Linked DNA regions of Gossypium hirsutum: region 2 is linked to region 1. The links are chromatin contacts, called in public Hi-C maps. All regions are on one chromosome and are shown on one strand. The core of a region is the stretch at or near the end of the contact, and the rest is flanking DNA. Distances in the headings are between cores, read along the strand shown. Region 1 holds the start of LOC107912975 (autophagy-related protein 18b). Region 2 holds the start of LOC107899360 (tRNA pseudouridine synthase A).

Region 1 (4,247 bases), core at 114-2,613:
GCTGGGCTGGATGGCCCAACCTATGATCAGGTCTAATCTCCATCATAATACATTTGAGGGGAAGCAAACCTTATTAGCCCCTCTCTCTCCTAGTTCAACTAGGAGATTGTTTTTCTATTAAATAGACATTAAATGCATTCTACTTAATCAACTACGGTTTTACTTCCTCTCACTGTAAATAGATGGAACCGGTAGGGCTAAAGATATAGCAAGTTATATACAACTTTGAGATATTGTTGTTTTGCCCGAAAATAGTAAGAATTTATTTTTAAGTATAAATTCTATTTTTCGAGAATAATAATTCTATAAGAGAGAGTTTTTACTTTCCCACTGAAAGTAAAGAAAATATTTTTTGCTTTTGTGTTTGATTCGAAAGTGTTCAAGTCCACACTCGAAGTAGTTCGTGATATGAGAATAGCGAAGAAAGCCGGTTGGTTGAAACCCGAGAACAATAAGGATCCGTCTAGCCTAAAACATCAATTTTAGAAAAAAAATTTATTACTATAAATATCACAAACCGACTCGACTTTCAAAATTTTGTTTTTTCACTGTGTAAGAAACTGATTTTTAAATCAGATTTTTTTCTAATAGGTTGTTAAAAGTCAATGGAGATCCATATAAGACTTTCTCCATATCTATCTCATAGTAAAATTGAAATAGAAATCGCTTCTCCCAAAGATATGTATTGTATCACCTCTTAACAAATGCTAAAAATTTGCCATAGTGTTCCACATCGCCTGGAAATGTACCACTCTTGTCGTTAAAAGACATCCAACCAGATCAAACACTTTAGGCGCTGACTCTTGCTCTCCATTTGTCGAAATCTGCGAAACATATTCCTCGCCAATTGATATACTAGGATCTACAATCCCATTATCCATTGAAACACAGTGGAAAAATAAACCAACATTGGCCACCGCACAACAAATTAGAAAGCCCTAAAAAAGTGCCACATAGAAGAAAACTAATGGTATGACTTGTAATAATTGAAAGTTAAATTTTTAAAAAATTAAATTTTTTTAACATACTAAAAATTAAAATCACATTTCTATTAATTAAATTCCTAAAAAAATTATTAATTTTCATCATATCAAAATTTACCTAAATATTAATTTTATCTTTTTTATATAAATTTTTATAAATATAACATTTACATATTTTATTTTCATGGGTAAATTACACTAAAAATCACTCAACTTTGGGGTAGCTAACAAAACAGTTGCTCAAGTTTCAATTCAGTCACTCAAATTTCAAAAAAATAACAAAATAGTCACCACTAACCATTTTTCGTTACAGACGTAACAAAGCTACCATTTTCCGTTACAAACTTAATGGAGCTGCCATTTTTCATCCCCCTATCACTGCTCTCCCATCCCTCTTCGTCTTCCCTACCATCCCTCCCCTACTCTAATTCTCTCTCCCTCTTCCCATTTTCCCTACCATCCCTCCTCCTACTCTGATTTTTTCCCTATTCCCCATTATCCCTTTGCTAACCCTCTTCTGTATGTTTGAAAAGTAAATCCAAATTCAGCGCAATTTTACCTATTTGCCAAATTCTATTCCTCTTTTACTCTTCCCAACTTCAGCGCAAAATTTAGCTTTCAATCTCTTTTAGACCACCCCCCCAAAAATCTCTTTGCCTTTTTTGATGAATTTCTCGATTAATGATCATCAGTAGAAGGTAATCCTTTCATGAACTTTTCTTCTTTTTCTTCAATACGATGATCAAAATAATTTGTTCAAGTTTTTGTAGCTTTACCATTATTCTTCCTTAGATTGTCAAACAATACAATAAAAGTTGAAAAATTCCCTTTTTAGATCTTGTTGAGGATTTTAATTGATTTTATAAGCCTTCACTGAATCTCGGTCGTGATTAGATATGAGATTCTAGAGCTTTGGAGGATTCTTAGGATATTTATATGATAATAGGTCATAAATTTTTAGTCCATCCCAATTTCTCAGTACTTCTTTGTTTGGTTAGTAAGAAGAAGGTAGGTGTTAAAACTTATAGCTTTTTAGGGTTATTTTTCCTAGTTGATCTGTGAGAGAAACTTGGTTTGATTGACCGCAACTAATTGAATCGGGTATATGAGGTTGGGTTTCTCTTTTATAGAATATTCCAACAATAGATAAATAATGGAACTTTAAGTTTGTTTTTCCTGCAAGAAAATGATAAATTGTAGGGTTTGGATTTCAGCTTAGATGGATGGTTTGAGTTTGGGATGCGGGTTTTTATCAAGTCTGAATGGAGGGTTGTTTGATCTTGAGCTATCCATTCAGAGAAAGCAGCATCCATAGAATCATATGGTCATGATGATTGGCCTTGAAAATGAGCATCGTTCCACTGGATTAACGGAAGTAAAAAGCTCAAGCTAGAAAGGTTTTTCGATGAATTTTAGTAAAGAGAAGGGAGTTAGTCCGGTGATTGATATAACTGATAGAAGCGTGAGTGTAGAAGATGAACCAAGTTGTAGCAAAATTGGAAATGGTGAGAAGTGCAACGGCAAGAATGGATGGCCCTGGAAGAGAATGAAATGGAAGGACAATGTGGTTAGGCTTCTAATAACAGTGGTAGTGGGGAAGAGGGGGAGAGGGAGAGAGAATCATAGTAGGGGAAGGATGGTGGGAAAGAGGGAGAGGGATGGGAGAGCAGTGATACAGGGTGGAAAATGGCATCTTCGTTTAATAGAAAATGGTTCGTGGTGACTGTTTTGTTAACTAACCTAAAATTGAGTGACTGTTGGTGCAATTTACGCTATTTTCATTTATGGAGTAGTGATTTTATTTAACTTGACATCATCTTTAGTCACTCATGAGTGACATATATATTTGAGAGTTTATAACCTATTCATTAAAAAATTAAAAATAGATATATTTATTAAAAATTGATATAATATTTTATAATATTTTTTTGGAAATTATCAGACGGGTAATTAGTTGATAAAAAAGAAACACAAAAGAAACTTACCAGGTAGGTCCACAAAACAATGAAGCCCATAGAACAAGTCTAAACATTCGGGCTTGAACAAGGCCTACCGAAAAAAGCAAAAACAGAAAAACAAAATAAAAATACAGAGAACACCCTCGTCTGATTCATAGCTGGCACCCACTAGATGTCATCATTTTTAATACCAAAGGTTCCAGTCCCCAGGAAGTAGTTTCCAAAAACCAACAGACCATAATTTACTTCCTTAATCTCATCCCAAAACCGAAATGCCTTCATTAGCCAATCTTCAATCTGGTTCTCTCCTTCTACACGAACCAACTTTCGTTGCGTCTTGCTCAGGCAGTTCGTCCAGAAGTTAAGTTCGTGACCCATTTCTCATCGCTTCCCTATCTAGTTCGTGAGCCATTATGTTCGCTGATCTTGGAATGTGTTTAAATAATAGCTGATGAAAGAATCATTTTTGACATTGTATGTTCCTTATCAAAGCCCCTATCAATGATCTATCCACCAGATCTGACTTACTTTTCTTTATAACTGATGTTGAATCCCCTTCAATTATTACTGATGTAAATCCCTTTTGTTTCCCCAGTAAACTGCTTGGGGACACACATGTGCCTCTACTACAAACAAAGAAGCAACTGCCCTATGTACCACTGCTTTAGAGGCAAGAATCTCTCCAGATGCATTTCTCGCAACCACCCCTGAAGCCGATTTAGCCTGTGCCTCATCAAAGTCCGCGTCAAAATTCAATTTAATATTAGACCCATTCGGGGGGGCACCATTCCACATTTACGTTTTCCTTGGTCAATTTACTAGTCTCGCACTCGTCTATTTCCTTAACATACCTTATGACCCATGCAGCAATATCACAACCCCTACTTCTCTTCCCCTCATATAACCCCTTATTTCTGTCAGTTTAGATCACCTACAAGGAACAGCAGAATAAACAATATTGCAACCCAATACTGCTTTTAAATACCCAAGTAAGCCATTCCCAGCAATCCATATTTATTCCTGCCAATACGCAATCAAGATTTAAGCTTACCCAGACTTCTCGTGTAACAGGACAGTATCGTAAAAGGTGATCAACATTCTTAATAGCCCCTCCACATCTTGGGCGCGCTATCTCCGTCACCATTCTTTTTGTGAACAAATTAGCTAGAGTAGGAATAAAATTCCAGGAAATTTTCCAAATGTAAATCTTAAATTTGGCTGAAATATGAATGTTCCAAAGTTTTTTGTAAAAATATTCCATCTCAGTCTGTAAATAATTAAGATTAGTATTATCCTCATGTAATAG
Region 2 (4,507 bases), core at 635-3,134, 160 kb before region 1:
TTTCAACGCTAATACAGTATTCTCCACCACCATTTCCCAAAATATGAAAAAGAAGTTTCAAGATAGGAATTTAGAGAATTCTTAGTGATATTCAAGAATTGCATATCAACTTGTCTTTTCTTAAGACTTTGGAGAATATGCCTGACACGAGCTTTTATAATATTTTATTATTTCAGTTTTATTTCATAATATTTATTTTAAGTACTAGATATATGATAGACAACTAGTGTTATTAGTTACATTTAGGATTTAAAGCTAAGGCTAGTAATAAAACTTTATTTGCAAGAAATCCCAGTAACTTTACTTGAAAGAAAGAAAGCCTATATAAATAAGTTGTAATCTTTACGGCCATTATTATTCTTCTTATTATTTTCCTTGAATTAATAGAAAAACTAGAGGTTATCCTTAAGTTTTCTAGAATTCCATCTTTCCTATTCGTTTGTTGAGCCCTAATTCTTTAATTGTTGCTGTTTTCTCCCCTAAGGCCTAAACCACATCAATGCCTCAATATGCAAAGTCCATAAAAGAGATTATCTCTGAGAAGAAGAAAAAAAATTCAAGGGGAGGAAAAAACTCAAGCTTGGTTAGAGGTCCTGAAAGTAGAAATCTTTGCTATTTACAGAGGATCGAGTTTAGCGTTGGTACATGGTTGCAGGCAATTGATTGTTGAGTCAAATTCATTATTGGCATTCCAAAAGATTTTACAACCACTTCATAACAATGATCCTCTTTATCAACTAATCTAACTAATCTATGGTGACTAGCCTTGTTAACATTGTATTTATATAGAGGCAAATACATGCGCAGATTTTCCAACTTTTTCAAGTCGTAATGTTGATGATGAGGTTACTAACTTAAATGGCCCACTGTTGATATCATAAAACTTCTAAAAGATGATTTTGTTAGGTATGACACTAGAGCATGTCTTGCTAAAGTGAGTATCCTTTGCTTATATATATCAGAAAGATAAGTCATGTATAACATGCATCTAGGAGGGTATAAAGAGCGAGAATCTGAGACGGAAAAATGTTCTAACATACAGAAAGAACAAACTTGCCGAATAGCAGACACTCCTTTGTCAGTTCGGCCAGCAACCACAGCACAACCTTCGAGTGGTTTAGATTTTTCTTTCAAAAGTCGTGCTTTCTTGTCATCAACGAATCTCCCAAGAGATTTTTCAACTATTCTGTAGAGTGCATTCAAGCAAGGGTTAGAATACAAGTCAGTTCACAGGAAAATTAAATAAATAAACTTACTCCTGTACAGTGTTCAAACCAGGCTGCTTCTGCCATCCATCAAAGGCATATCCACTGTATGAAAGAATTATCTTGAATGTTACCCTTTCCCATCTACCACACCTTTCTTCCTTCTCATCACAAACCTCTGATGTTTTATAATCATCATCAACAACATCAATACATGTCTGGCATCAAAAACCTTTGTTGAATAAATACAAGTAACACGCCCCAAATTTATTGAATAATGAGTTAATTCAATAGGAAAGAAACAGACGGATACCTGAGGGCTATTGTCAGTGCCAAACATGGTGGATAAGGTTAAGCGGGCGTTGACCACATTGGAAAAGAAATGCAGAACATCCTGCCAAGGTCGCTCATACATGAATTGATAGCTCTCCCTGGCAGTCCACCTCGCAGAATTGCAAGAATCCGTATGGTTATAGTGAAAATAAATCTTGTTTTTCGTTTGGTTTTCCATGGATGACAGTGATACCAAGTCTCTGAATCTCCCCAGCCTTTTCTCTTTGCCGATAAAAGTTGCCACCGATTTTACGGTAAAGGATGTCACCATGTACCCTCTGTCTCCCTCCGATATCCCAGCCCTATTTCACTACCCGATCCAACAAAATTTTGATTAACCGGGTTTGGGTATGATTACCTTTAAAATATTTAAAAAAAAAAAACAGTGATCTTATAGTTTTATCTATATTTTTTTTTCAAATTCTATCAATATACCAATATTTTAGTTTATCTTTTTAAATACAATATTTGTTAGATAAAAATTAAAATTAAGATTTTTTTTAATTTTTTAATTTTTCAAATATAATATCATTTTAAATAGATAATTCTATTTATAAAATAAAGATTTGGTCATTTGAAACTAATTAATAAAATTAAAATTTATTTTTTTGATAAATTAAATCATGTAAAAATTGTCTTGAAATCAATATTGTATGAGAAAATTAGAAATTGGTTAAAATAATAAATAATTGATAATGATAGATTTTTACTTTAAATTTTTAATTTTGATAAGTTAATTTGTAATATATATATTTTTTATAGTCTTTTCATGATACCACAAATTTTCTTATTTATAATTAATGAAATATAAATAAATTCAGTGAAAAATTACAATCATATTTTAAGATAATATTTATTTCTAAAAATTGTTAAAATAAAAGATATTTCAAAAAACAGGGCATGTTTTCATGAATAATTAAAATATTTAATTTGGTGGTCATGTTAAAATAGTAAGTTTATCAGATATTCAATTAAATAATTAATTTTTCATTTTGAAATAATTTTTATTCATTGAATTTTTTTTGAGAGAGAAGTAAGTTTTGATCAACACTATAAAATATTTTATTATTTTTATACTGTGATGATAATAAGATAAATTTGTATTTTTAATATATTTATTTTTGACTAATTATCAAATGAAATGTTATTAAATTTAGATTTTTCTTATCAAGAATGAAGTTGGTATACTGAATTCAAACTCTTAAAAAAATAGGATTAAATTGGAACAAAAAGCAAAGAGGAGGGCTTGATTGAAAGATTAAAGATTCAAGGATGACTGGATAAAGATTGAAGGGTTGAAGATTTCTTTTAAAAAGTGGTTGGCTGGATAAAGATTAATGAATTTTTTATATTGTTACAACACTGTAATTAGTTTAAATTTAGTCTCTAATTTAAATTTGATTTTAAAATTTTGAATTATTTAGTGATAATATTTAGAATTATTTAATGATAATATTTAGAATTATTTAATTACAATATTTAGAAAAAATCTAACTAAATTTTAGCACTAAAAATATGTATTAATACCCAATGACTACAGTTAGTTAAACACACACTTTGCATTCACATTTAATAAATTCTCTCTGTTTTTTTTTCTCCCCTTTCATGTGCCATCTTCATCTTGCTACAGTTATTTTTGTTTCATTTTTTTTACTTTCAAACCTTTTGGTTTAATTACCTTTTAAGGCCCTTTCCCTTTCCACTTTCCATAATTCTATTTAAACCATTTATTATGATTCTTTTCATGATTAATTAAACCCTTTTTAGTTTTAGCTCGGAAATTACTCCAACAAAACAATTGTGAGATCCAAACCCGCTCAGAAAACCTTTCAATGCGGTATTTTCTATCTCTTCGATATATAGAATAATATAAATTTGTCTCTTAAAGTTGATTCAACTTCGATTCAAAAAGTGCACATTGGGTTAGAGTTGTTTGGCGTATAGTTGGGAAGACAAATTGGTCATGCTGTGTTCGAATTCCCGTGAACAAATTGGTGTGTCTAGGTGGGAAAAGCCAGTTGGATTTCGTCAAGGAAGATAAAGATTGGATTTAAACGACCCATGCGGTTGAGGCCGTTGATTCGAGTTAGGCTTTCAGATCACAAGGTTGTCGAAATCTTAAATTGCGAACATGTGTATCGTAGTTAGAAATTCAGCAAGAGTCAGTTTGCAAGTCATACCGGGATTAACTACATAAGGAAAAGTTGGCGATCAGGACGTTCTTGGACGCTATAACCAGCTTATTGCTTGGAAGGGAAAATCTATTTCAAGGATTAATTCAAGGTTGGGGTACACCGAGGCTAAGGCTAAGCTTAAAAATATTTTATTTATCAATTTATTTTATTTTCTTAAATTATTTTTGCATTTTCAAATCTTCTTTTATTTTATTTTTCGTATTTTCTTATTTTATTATCTTAATCAATTTAACCCCCTCATTTTTATTTTTATTTTGCAGCATTTTTACGCACAGGTCGTGGGCACGATTGTGACCGCAACAATGATTTTGGTCACGAAAAATGCAAAATTAGATAGACAATCCCTATGGATTCGACCCTATTACTCTATATTGCTAATTATTGTTATTTTGTCCTAGGAATATATATTTGGTGGTTTTGAAACCCATCAAATTTTAGCGCCGTTTCCGGGGATTGGTGAAAATTTGAAAAAGTTGGTAAAATATTGTAAAATAAGGTTCCCGATTGAACACTCGGATTAGGCCGAGATTTATTGAAAAAAAAGGGGTTGCTAAGTGCAGATTCCCCGAATCACTGATCAAAAGGGGTTGCTAAGTGCAGATTCCCTGAATCACTAATCAAAAAGGGGTTGCTAAGTGCAGATTCCTCGAGGGGTTGCTAAGTGCTGATTCCACCGTATCCTTGATTGTGAAAGGGGTTGCTATGTGCTGATTCCCCGTATCACTGAATATAAGTTGGTTGCTAACTGCTGATTCCACCGAGTAACGGTTAATA

Evidence for each region. Hi-C and Micro-C count contacts between places; a contact is called where the count stands out from the background.
Region 2: a Hi-C map of leaf shows a contact between it and region 1, with 1.7 times the contacts expected there. The contact joins the promoter of LOC107899360 here to the promoter of LOC107912975 in region 1. A contact is called at or near these places in 13 of 34 Hi-C or Micro-C datasets (anther, callus, fibers and 4 more).

What each region holds. Positions count from the first base shown.
Region 1 is chrD04:22,063,797-22,068,043 of Gossypium_hirsutum_v2.1, reverse strand. It overlaps LOC107912975 (autophagy-related protein 18b), which reads left to right and starts at 1,363. Exons shown (of 12, transcript XM_016841373.2): 1 at 1,363-1,681.
Region 2 is chrD04:22,228,111-22,232,617 of Gossypium_hirsutum_v2.1, reverse strand. It overlaps LOC107899360 (tRNA pseudouridine synthase A), which reads right to left and starts at 1,884. Exons shown (of 8, transcript XM_016825052.2): 1 at 1,519-1,884; 2 at 1,257-1,423; 3 at 1,041-1,186. The coding sequence starts at 1,809.